2 separate regions of the Mus musculus genome follow, and region 2 is linked to region 1. A link is a contact called in public HiChIP or PLAC-seq data. All regions are on one chromosome and are shown on one strand. Each heading gives the region's core, a stretch centred on a gene start, on an enhancer-like site or on the middle of the called end of the contact. The rest is flanking DNA. Distances are from core to core; before and after follow the strand shown.

Evidence for each region. HiChIP or PLAC-seq counts read pairs in DNA pulled down with a chosen protein or histone mark.
Region 2: an H3K27ac HiChIP or PLAC-seq map of microglia shows a contact between it and region 1, with 5 times the contacts expected there. The contact joins the promoter of Ppp5c here to the promoter of Inafm1 in region 1. A contact is called at or near these places in 1 of 115 datasets of contacts at active chromatin or transcription factors (microglia) and 1 of 9 other capture datasets (adipose tissue).

Annotation. Positions count from the first base shown.
Region 1 is chr7:16,270,752-16,275,500 of GRCm38.p6, reverse strand. It overlaps Inafm1 (InaF motif containing 1), which reads left to right and starts at 1,809. Exons shown (of 1, transcript NM_001136270.1): 1 at 1,809-3,488. The coding sequence starts at 2,211. The coding sequence ends at 2,603. It overlaps Ccdc9 (coiled-coil domain containing 9), which reads left to right. Exons shown (of 14, transcript NM_001382411.1): 13 at 126-245; 14 at 1,085-1,459. The coding sequence ends at 1,188.
Region 2 is chr7:17,026,574-17,031,291 of GRCm38.p6, reverse strand. Ppp5c (protein phosphatase 5, catalytic subunit) reads left to right here and starts at 3,378. Exons shown (of 13, transcript NM_011155.2): 1 at 3,378-3,599. The coding sequence starts at 3,479. It overlaps Hif3a (hypoxia inducible factor 3, alpha subunit), which reads left to right. Exons shown (of 15, transcript NM_001162950.1): 15 at 1-299.

The DNA of each region.
Region 1 (4,749 bases), core at 560-3,059:
TCTCCAATAAAAAGTTCACTTCCTTAAATGACACCCACCCCACTGTGTCCTTGAACCCCCTTGCTCCCCTCATATGGAGAGACATTTGGAAAAGGAGGGGCTTGACTGAGCCTCCCCTTCTCCAGGAGGTGACCAGCCACCCCTTGCCTCCTTGGAGAGCGGGCCCAGCTTGGCAGGAACCCCGAAGTCTTCTGAAGAAGAGGGGCCTGAGGCATCTCCAGGTGGGATGCATGAAGCTGGTGGAGGTGGGTGGCCTGCTTGCCTTCCTTGGGGAGGGAAGGGCTTGGGGATAGAAAAGGAGTGGGTCCTGTGAGGGCTTAGAACAGGGCATGAGCTGAGTCAGGTGCTGTGCTGGGTTTGGCCTGGAGTCAAGCCTTTGGGGTGCAAAGGGTGGGCCCTAAGGCCCCAGCCAATAGAAATTGTGAATAACTTTGAACGCTGGGCAAGGAAGAAGTTGGGCTCAGGGAAGGAGCTAAAAGTGGGATTTGAAATCTGAATATTCCCAGAGGTAAGAGGGTGACGCGATAGGATTTTGAGCTTGAAACTGGATTTTGGTTAGAGATCCTGTAAAAGTAAAACATGGTTAATTAAAGGTAGGAACGACTTTAACTAATGAATGAGCCGGCTCTTAAGACTTATCTGAAGGCAGGGTTAGCGGTTTTGGGTCAGACCATAGTGGGATTTTAGATCCCACGTAGTAGAAGCAAGAGACTGATCTTGGTCACTTTAACGTGATCAGCCAGGTTACTGCTTGTGTTCATCTTTTAGTTCCCCTGCAGTAGAATAAGATGTGGAGCAGAGGCCAGGAAAGGCTGTCAAAGGAATAGTGAGAGTGGAAGCCAAGGACATCTTCGGAAAGGGGCCAGGCCAAACAGGATAGTTTGGGGTCCTGGGAGGAGTGGATGAGCTCATTACACTAGCACTTCCCAGTAGTCAACAGGGTTAGATTGGAGGGGCTCCTGCTTCAGGGGCCTCCTGAGGGTCGAGTAAGCTGGAGGCCAAGTTGTAGGTGGGTTTGACTGAGGTGCGGGATAGGGTGGGTCGGGCAGGCTGGTCCTCCATTTACCGCTTTTTGTCTCCTTAGAGGTGGGCCCCGAGGGCCAGGAGACGGCGGAGATCACAGACTTCCAGAGGGTGCGTTTCTGCAAGGTGGTGGCGGCTGCTCCGCCGCCGGGGGCTGCCCGCTGACAGCGCCAGCAGACCAGGGTGCCTCGCTCTGTACTAACCTTCAGCTCCTCTGCTTCTGCTACACTCCGTCCAGGCCAGGGTTAAACTTAGTGGGGGAGGAAGCAGGTTAGCAACGAGCCCGGCCCGAGGGGAGTCTTCTAAATTCGCTGAGGACCCAGTGGTGCCAGTCCGACCGCACTCGTCTGGTCGAACCCTCGGAGTCAGTCCCTGTGAGGCCTGGGTGTGCAGGAACCTGCAGCTAGGGATTGAATTAAACGCGTGCTACCGCCAACCTTTGAACTGTGCTGCTAGCTGATCAGGCTAGGCTGCTGTGCTTGGCTGGCGGAAGAGGCGGGACGAGAGTGCTCCTCTCATCCTCACACCTCTCTCCTCCCACCCCGCAGGCCGTCTCGCAGTCCTGAAGATGCTGCTGGGAGGGGCGGCAGCGCAGGTTTGCCTGGCTCCCAGGCTGGCTGCTCTCCTCCCTGCAGTCCACCCTGGATCCCTCGCCTCTAGGGAACAGAAGTTTACGCTGGTGCGGAGTTGCTGGGGAAGGGGCCAGCAGGGGTGATGGAGGGAACTGGGTCTCGGAACTCTCGTAGTAGTCCAGGGATGTGAGACTGGGAGGGCCGGGGCCGGGGCTCGGTGGGCGGGGCTAGCGTTCAGAAGCTCCGTAGGCCTCCGGCTTCAACAGAGTAGGAACCTTAGCTCCGGCGGGCAGAGGGATGCTAGTGTGCAGAGCTGCAGTCGGTCGAAGAAGGAAGGGGTTCGATTAGCGCGGAGAGGGCTGAGGTAGAAAACAGGAATAGGCGGTTGGAAATGTGACAGCTAGGGCGGGAGAAGAGCGAGTGGGCGTGGCCTTGAGGGGGTAGAGCTAAGAAATCTTGATAGTGGTGGGTCAGAGGCGGTAGGGGCGTGTCTAGGATGTAGCTGAGCTGGGGGGGGGGTGCTGTCTGACAAGGCGTGGTCCTGGAAGGGGCGTGGCTTGCTTGAGGCGGTCCTGGGGTGGGGGCGGGGTCGGTGCAGGCTGAGTGGGCAGCGCGATGCGGGGCTCGAGCTGCGTGGGCAGTGGTGGCGAGAGCCCGGGTGGTACGGGGCTGAGCGAGGGTCCCCGTGGCCGATGGCTGCGGCTCGCCCCTGTCTGCGCCTACTTCCTGTGTGTGTCCTTGGCCGCTGTGCTGCTTGCTGTGTACTACGGGCTCATCTGGGTTCCCACGCGGCCGCCTGCGGGCCCCGCCGACCCCCTGCCCAGCGCTGCGGCCGCTCCGTGTGCTCGAGCAGCACCGCCCGCCCCGCCTCCGGCCGCACCCGCATCCTGTTTGCTTGGGGCCTCCGGCGGGCCACGACCGCAGCCAGGACTGCCACGGAGTCGCCGCCACAGTCGCCGCCCAGCTCCGGGAGCGACGCGGGAGACCGCGCGCCGAGCGCCTGGATAGTCTGGCCCGCCCCCACCGTGGCCTGCGTCTGTCTATCTGCACCACCGGGCCTCGCCTGCGCGGCGCCGCCTCTCTCCTTGCCGCGGTCCTGATCCTGCCCGACCTTATTCCACCTTGCTCCTTCCCGGGACTCAGCGCTCATCGGCAATAAACTCCAGCCTCAGCTGGCTTACCTGGTCTGTGGTCGTTGGCCTCGGCCGCTGGTCCCTTCTAGCTCCGTGGCCGCGCGGCCTTAAAGGCTTTCCTCTCTCATTGCTCACATGTAATTTTTGGGTTGGAATGGGGAGAAGCGGCTTGCCAGTTTTCGGGGCCATTGAAGGTCAGATACTGTAAAGGCCTTACCAGTTTTCGGGGTGTCATCTCGTATAGCTTCGGAGACAGTGGTGCGTGCTGGAAACTGCAGTTGGTATAGTTTGCAATGGCAGGGGTAGAGGATGTCACCCGTAAGCTAGCTTGTCCTGGTTTGGGTGGTGACATTTGCTGCTTTGGAAGTGTGGAGCATATAGCTGAACCAAACCAAAACTGGTCTGCATTGCTGTTGGTGCCATGTTGAGACTGGTGTAGCTTCTGATAAAGAAGTCATGCGATTGAGTCCATTTTCCCTTACCCATGACTGTGGCTTGGCCGTAGGCAGGCCTGGGATATACTCTGCTGGCCAGCTGCAAGAAGGGGTTTCCTTTATGGCCTGCCTTCCCCCTAGGCTGGACAGCATCAGGAACCTGAGGCCTCTTGTCAGATGGGAGTGTTACCTGTCCTGCTGGTTCCCTTCTGTCCTACCAGCATCCCCCACGGGATGATGTACAGCAATGTACTTAAATCTCTCTGGTCTTGTAAAAGGAAGACAACACATTGTTGCTCAGAATTAAACTAGTGATCGAAACCTGAGAACAGCGTTGGTTTCTGCTCTGTCTCCACTTTGTCCTTCAGCCCTTTCAGAGAGTCACAGCCTGTATCCCTGGGCATAGCCTGTCAGCTCAAAGACTGCACACCACCAAGCAGTGAGTTGGGGGGAGGGGTCCTCTTGCCTGTCCTTTTTGGCCTCCCTTCTGCTTCCTGGTTTTTCCTCCAGCCCCTTGGCCCCTCAACCTTTTTTGTGTCCCTCTGCTACCTTCTCTTTGCTTTTCTCTTTCTCTGTTTTTAGAGTGTCTCCATATTGTCACCGTGCTCCTGTGTCTACTGGCTCACACCGTCTCTCTAGTGCTTTCCCACTGAGTCACCCCCTCCCACTTTGTGGCAAGGGATTTGGGTTCTCAGCAGACCTCCTTCCTCTGTCTTCTAAGGGTTGGGATTGCAGATGTGTACCTCTATGCAAAGTCCAGCTTGTGGGCTTTGAATTCTGACTAGCTCTGACCACTTTAACCATTTTGGGGGTGACAGGGGTATGGAATAATTTTACCTCTCACATGATGACAAATCAGTTCATACCAAGCTATTTATATTTTTTATTTATTCCCTCCCAGTGTGACTGTTACACACATTTTGCTGCAAAAAGACATTACCATGTCCAACAGGGGAAGTGGACAGTGCCTGCCTCAGGCCCCTGGGAGTTTGCATAATAGGTACAGAATGGCCTTTCTAAAATTGGATCAGCCTTGAGTTCCGAAATGCATCTGTCCCTGAAGACCTCAGCTAAGGGACTATGGACCTGCAATTTGGCACACTGTCAAGCCTGATTTATCTTAATTACTAGTTCAACATTTAATTAATGGCTTTGTTAAAAAACTAATTTTCATCACCTTTATATATCTATATATCTCCTATAATCCAAGCTGCCTTGAACTTGCTGTGTAGCAGAGGATGACATTTGTGCTATGCTGATTTTTTTCCTGGGGAGACAGGAGCAAATGCCTCCTCACCCAGACAGGGCACTGCCAAGTGAATTTATTTGGGGGGTGGGCATTAATTATAGGAGGGTGTGGGTGACTCAAAGGCAGCTACACCACCACAACGCTGGATCTGCCAGATGACTGACAGTTCATACAGCCGAGACCTTGGTGTAACCTGAATGATCTACAAGCAACCGCACAGCCAGGCAGATCAGAGGCTCTGGCTCATGCTGCCACTTCAGTCATTCACATTTTCTAGAGGGTCTCATGCCTTGGAGATCACACCCTGGGCCTCCTCGGCAAGGCCATTAGAATCCTAT
Region 2 (4,718 bases), core at 2,129-4,628, 750 kb before region 1:
ATTTGGCTTTCATAATACTTTCTGGTGCTGTGTGTGTGTGTGTGTGTGTCTCTGTGTGTGTATGAGTCTCTGTGTATGCTGATGTTGCTATTTTGTGGAAACATGTGGGTCTTTGTACCATGCTTCTGTGGTGGGAGGATTGTGATTCTTTCTGCACATTGATGTTAGTTTCTGGATATTTTTCTGTACTTTCTTGTTGCAAACATTGTGATTTTTTTTTTCATTTTATTTGTTTTGTGTGCATGAGTTTGGGTGTGTGTGCATACTATATGTGTGCATATTAAAGGACAACTTGCAGGACTTGATTCTTGCCTTTCACCATGAGGGTCCTAAGTATCACACTCTCAAGTCTTCAGGCTTGGAGGCAGCATCATTACTTGCTGATGCTTCTCAGTAGCCTGTGGAGTTTGGAGTTCGTTTGTTTGTTTAATGCAGGATCTGATCTATCACGGCTGATCGTTAACTCACTGTGTAGCCAAGAACTTCTCTATCTCCCAAGTGCTGGGATGACAGGCATGCTTCACCACACCTGTTTTCTTCGGTCCTGGGGACTGAACCCAGGAGCTTGTGCATGCTAATTACTCTACGGATTGATCTACATCTTCAGCCATGACTGATCACAGTGCACTTTGATTCTTTTCTTAATGTCGGTGTGATGCTGTGATGCTGTATATGTGTGTGGGACTTTGTAGCACAGTAATTCAGAGAGAGAGAGAGAGAGAGAGAGAGAGAGAGAGAGAGAGAGAGAGAGAGACTGTGTGGGAGATTGAGTCTGCAGATTCCGTGTGGGAGGGTGTATCTGTTCTGTTTCGACTCCGTGAGTGTCACTCCTCTACCCCTCTCCCATGTGACCCACACAGGAACCCAGGCAAAACCACTTTCAAGTTGTTGCACGTGCTGTGCCTTCTGTTTTAAATGTCTTTCCTGAAGATGCGCCTCAGTTTATAACGTGACTGCCTAGCGGGCATGAAGGCCTGAGTTCCATCCTCAGTACCACATAAGACAGGGCTCAGTGGCACAGACCTGTAATGCCAGCACCTCTTATCTGAAGGTAGCCTGAGTTTAAAGCCAGCAGAGACTATATAGAACCCTGTCAAAAAACACCCAACAAAACCTAATACTTGTGACCTCAGGCCTAACACTCCTCCAGGAAGTCATTTTTGCTTCCCCCAGGTGGACAAGATCTTCCTACACCCCCTAAACAGCCCCTCATTCCAGCTTGATTCACTTTGTTGAACTCAGGCTACCTGTAATGTCCTCTACATGGAGAGTGCTTCTGTTAAGTCTCTCAGGTAAACACTAACTCATATGAACTTTTGGTTAGGTTAGGGTTTTTTGGCTGGGAAAAGGAGAGAGAGGGAGAGAGGGGGGGGGGGGGAGACAGACAGAGAGACAGAGAGAGACACAGAGAGAGAGAGACAGAGAGAGACAGAGAGAGAGAACCCAGGTTGACCTGGAACTAACTCTGTGGCTCATGCTAGCCTGAAACAACTCTGGATAAATCTTCCTCCTCAGCCTCTCAAATGCTGGACTGCAAGGGTGAGCCACCAAGCCAGGCTTCTCTTAAGCCTCCTCTGCATGTATAGGCAGGCACTATTACTAGCTCCTCCTCACAGAGGAAATAATAGTATTGTGGCTTGCTCAAGATCACATAGCTTCAGGAACAATTGGAGCTGGGTTCAAATTTGTTAGAGCAGATACTGCCTCAAAAAAAAAAAAATCAAAAGAAAATTCACTTCCTACATGATCCCACTGGCACTGGCAGGTATAGTCAAATAGGGACTGTGCCTAGAAATTAGATTCAGATTCACTCTCAGTCAGACTCTTCAGGAATACGTTGATGCCTGTGGACACACGTCAAATGGACATGTGTACCAACATCGATTTTCCAGAGTGATTGTTAGTTGTAGTCAGGGGTGGAGCGGGGGAGGTGAGGCTGATACACAGCCTTAAAGCACTTATATATAGTGTTAGTGTCTAGATTGAGGACTTAAAGACTAGAATAGGAAGATACACAGTGGGGTCTGAAGATGTTACTGGAGGCTAGACTACCCGTGGCTTCTCAGAAAGAGTTTGGGTTGTCTCACGAGGGAGCTGGGGAGCCATGGAAGGCTGCGGCGGGTGCCAGTTTTACAGTATTCCAGCAAGATGCCTCTGACTGCCATATGGAAGGTAAACTGGAGGAGGGAGGATGAACGCAAGCATCAGAGGAGGCTGAAGCTCTGATCCAGGCACAGGAAATGCAAGCAGCAACAGTGTCATTTAAAAGATCCCTTTGGGGCTGGGGTGTTGTGGCACACGCCTTTAATCCCAGCACTTGGGAGGCAGAGTTAGGCGAATTTCTGAGTTCAAGGCCAGCCTGGTCTACAGAGTGAGTTCCAGGACAGCCAGGGCTACACAGAGAAACCCTGTCTCGGAAGAAAAAAAAAAATCCCTTTGGTGTGGTTGTTTGTATTCGGAACAGCGTCTCAGGTATCCCAGGCTGGCCTTGAACCTGAAATTCTGATACTGTTGCCTCCACCTATCAAGCCTTCAAATTACTGAGGTGCACCTTTCAGCCTGATTTATATAGTGCTGGAATTGGAACTCAAGCCTGGAGCACTCTAGACAAGTACTCTACCAACTGAGCTACATCCATGACCCTTTAAAAGGTTTTTTCTAGGACTTGACATGATGATGCAAAGCTTTAATCCCAACACTTGGGAGGTACAGGCAGCTGGGTCTTTGAATTCAAGGCCAGCCTGGTTTATATAGCAAGTTCCAGGCTAGCCAGGGTTGCATAATTAAATCCTATCTCAAAATAAAAAAATAAAATAAATTAATAAGGATGCTGTTGGGCTCGGAACAAACATGGTACAATTGAGACTTGTCAAGACTTGAAGATCGGGATGCCTTGTTAATAATTCAAAAAGAGCCTTGATTTGCAACGTTCAAGTTTTATTTTGTTTGCTTGAGAAACTACCCATTTTCCAAAAGGGTTACTGAGGAGACAAGAGATAAACTTGTTCAAGGTCACACGAGTAATTGGCAGCACCCAGCTCCAGAGCAAACTCCGGGTTGGGCAGGGTGCTGGTTTGAAAGCAGCCCCACCCGCCGGAGGCAACGCAACCCAATCACCAACCCTAAAGGAAGCCGGGATCTCCAAGAAACTTTTGCAGCCTCGCAACTTTGGGAGTAGGCGCCCTCCCGGCCTGCCCCCATCCACAAGGCCCCTTCTCTCCTTTCTGATTGGCTACTTCTACAAGTACAAGTACGGTCTGGATACCCTCTGGTCACCTTGTCCTCCCGGCGCTCTGGGGGCGGGGGCGGGGGGGGGGGGAAGTTGGGGGGGACGCCGCGCAGGCGCGTCAGGAGTGCCTTTGGGGCCCGCGCTTTACGACACTTGTGCGGCAGCGGCGGCGGTCACTCGGCACTCCTTCGCGACGGTTCGGCCTGGTGCCGCGAGCGGCCGTTGCCAGGGTGGGGGTCGCTTTGCGGCATGGCGATGGCGGAGGGCGAGCGGACTGAGTGTGCTGAGACCCCCCGGGACGAACCCCCGGCCGATGGCACTCTGAAGCGGGCAGAGGAGCTCAAGACACAGGCCAACGACTACTTCAAAGGTGCGCCCGGCCCGGACGGGGTGAGGGAGGGTGGACAGCGGCCCAGGCTGTGGGGGTGCCAGGCCCGGCGGGGAACCATGGCAACGCGGAGCGGCAGCCTGGGCGCCGGGCAAGCACTACAGAGTAGCCAGGCGCGAGGAGGAGGCTCAGGCTGGACGACAGACTGGGGAGAGCTGCTGAGAAGTGGATACCAAGCAGAAGCCACTCACTGGGGAGACTGAGGCAGGCGCTGCTACACGATAGGGGAAAAGCAGGGGGCCGACATGTGAGTGCTACCAAATGTGAGACCTGGACAGAGGTGCTAAATGGTGGTCAGACCTGAAGAGGGCGCTACCAAATAGTGACATGTGTTTAGGGCAGTGATGGCGCTGCCGAGTGGGGAGGCCTGAGATGAGTATGACCGAGAAGAGAAGGCCCAATAGAGAAGGGAATTATGGGGATGGAGGTAGATAATTATATTGGAAGGCGATTTGGGGTGATCCAAGGAAACGAGTAGGGTGGAGAGGTGGAGCAGGAACGAATAGGGTGATCTTGGGCTAAGAGTGCCATGTGGGAGGACATGTCTCCGTTCATTCATTCTTTCAGTACACTTGTATTAAATAAGTGTCATGTGCTACACGGCCTGTGCTTGGCTCTGAGGCTGCAGCGATGAATGCAACACATGACTCGGATTTAAGCAGAACCAATCATTGCAAACTTGTGATGATCACTTTGGGTCAAGGTGACAACACAGGAAATACAGCTTAGAGTCTGCTTTCGATGGTGAGGTCGGGAGTGCCTGGAGAAAGAGGCTTTTTGAGGCGAATTGACAAGGAGTTTTACACGTGGGTCCTGACCACTGAGTTTGTGTGAAGACCCTGGGGTGGAGAGTGATTGAAAACAGACTGGCTTGGCTGGAGTTTGAGGAAACTGGGGGTACGAGGGGAAGACTGATACAAGAGAAGATTAAGATAAGGGGACAGAGCATGCAAAATCTGAATTCGTCACAAAGATGAGTTTTGGGTTTCCTTCGCTGTCCGAAAAGGGACATTGAGTGGGTAGATGGGACCAGTCTGGACTGGAGAAAATTTTGAGTGTAACCAGCCTATGGTTGGAGGTGCCCTGGGAATGGATGAAGTC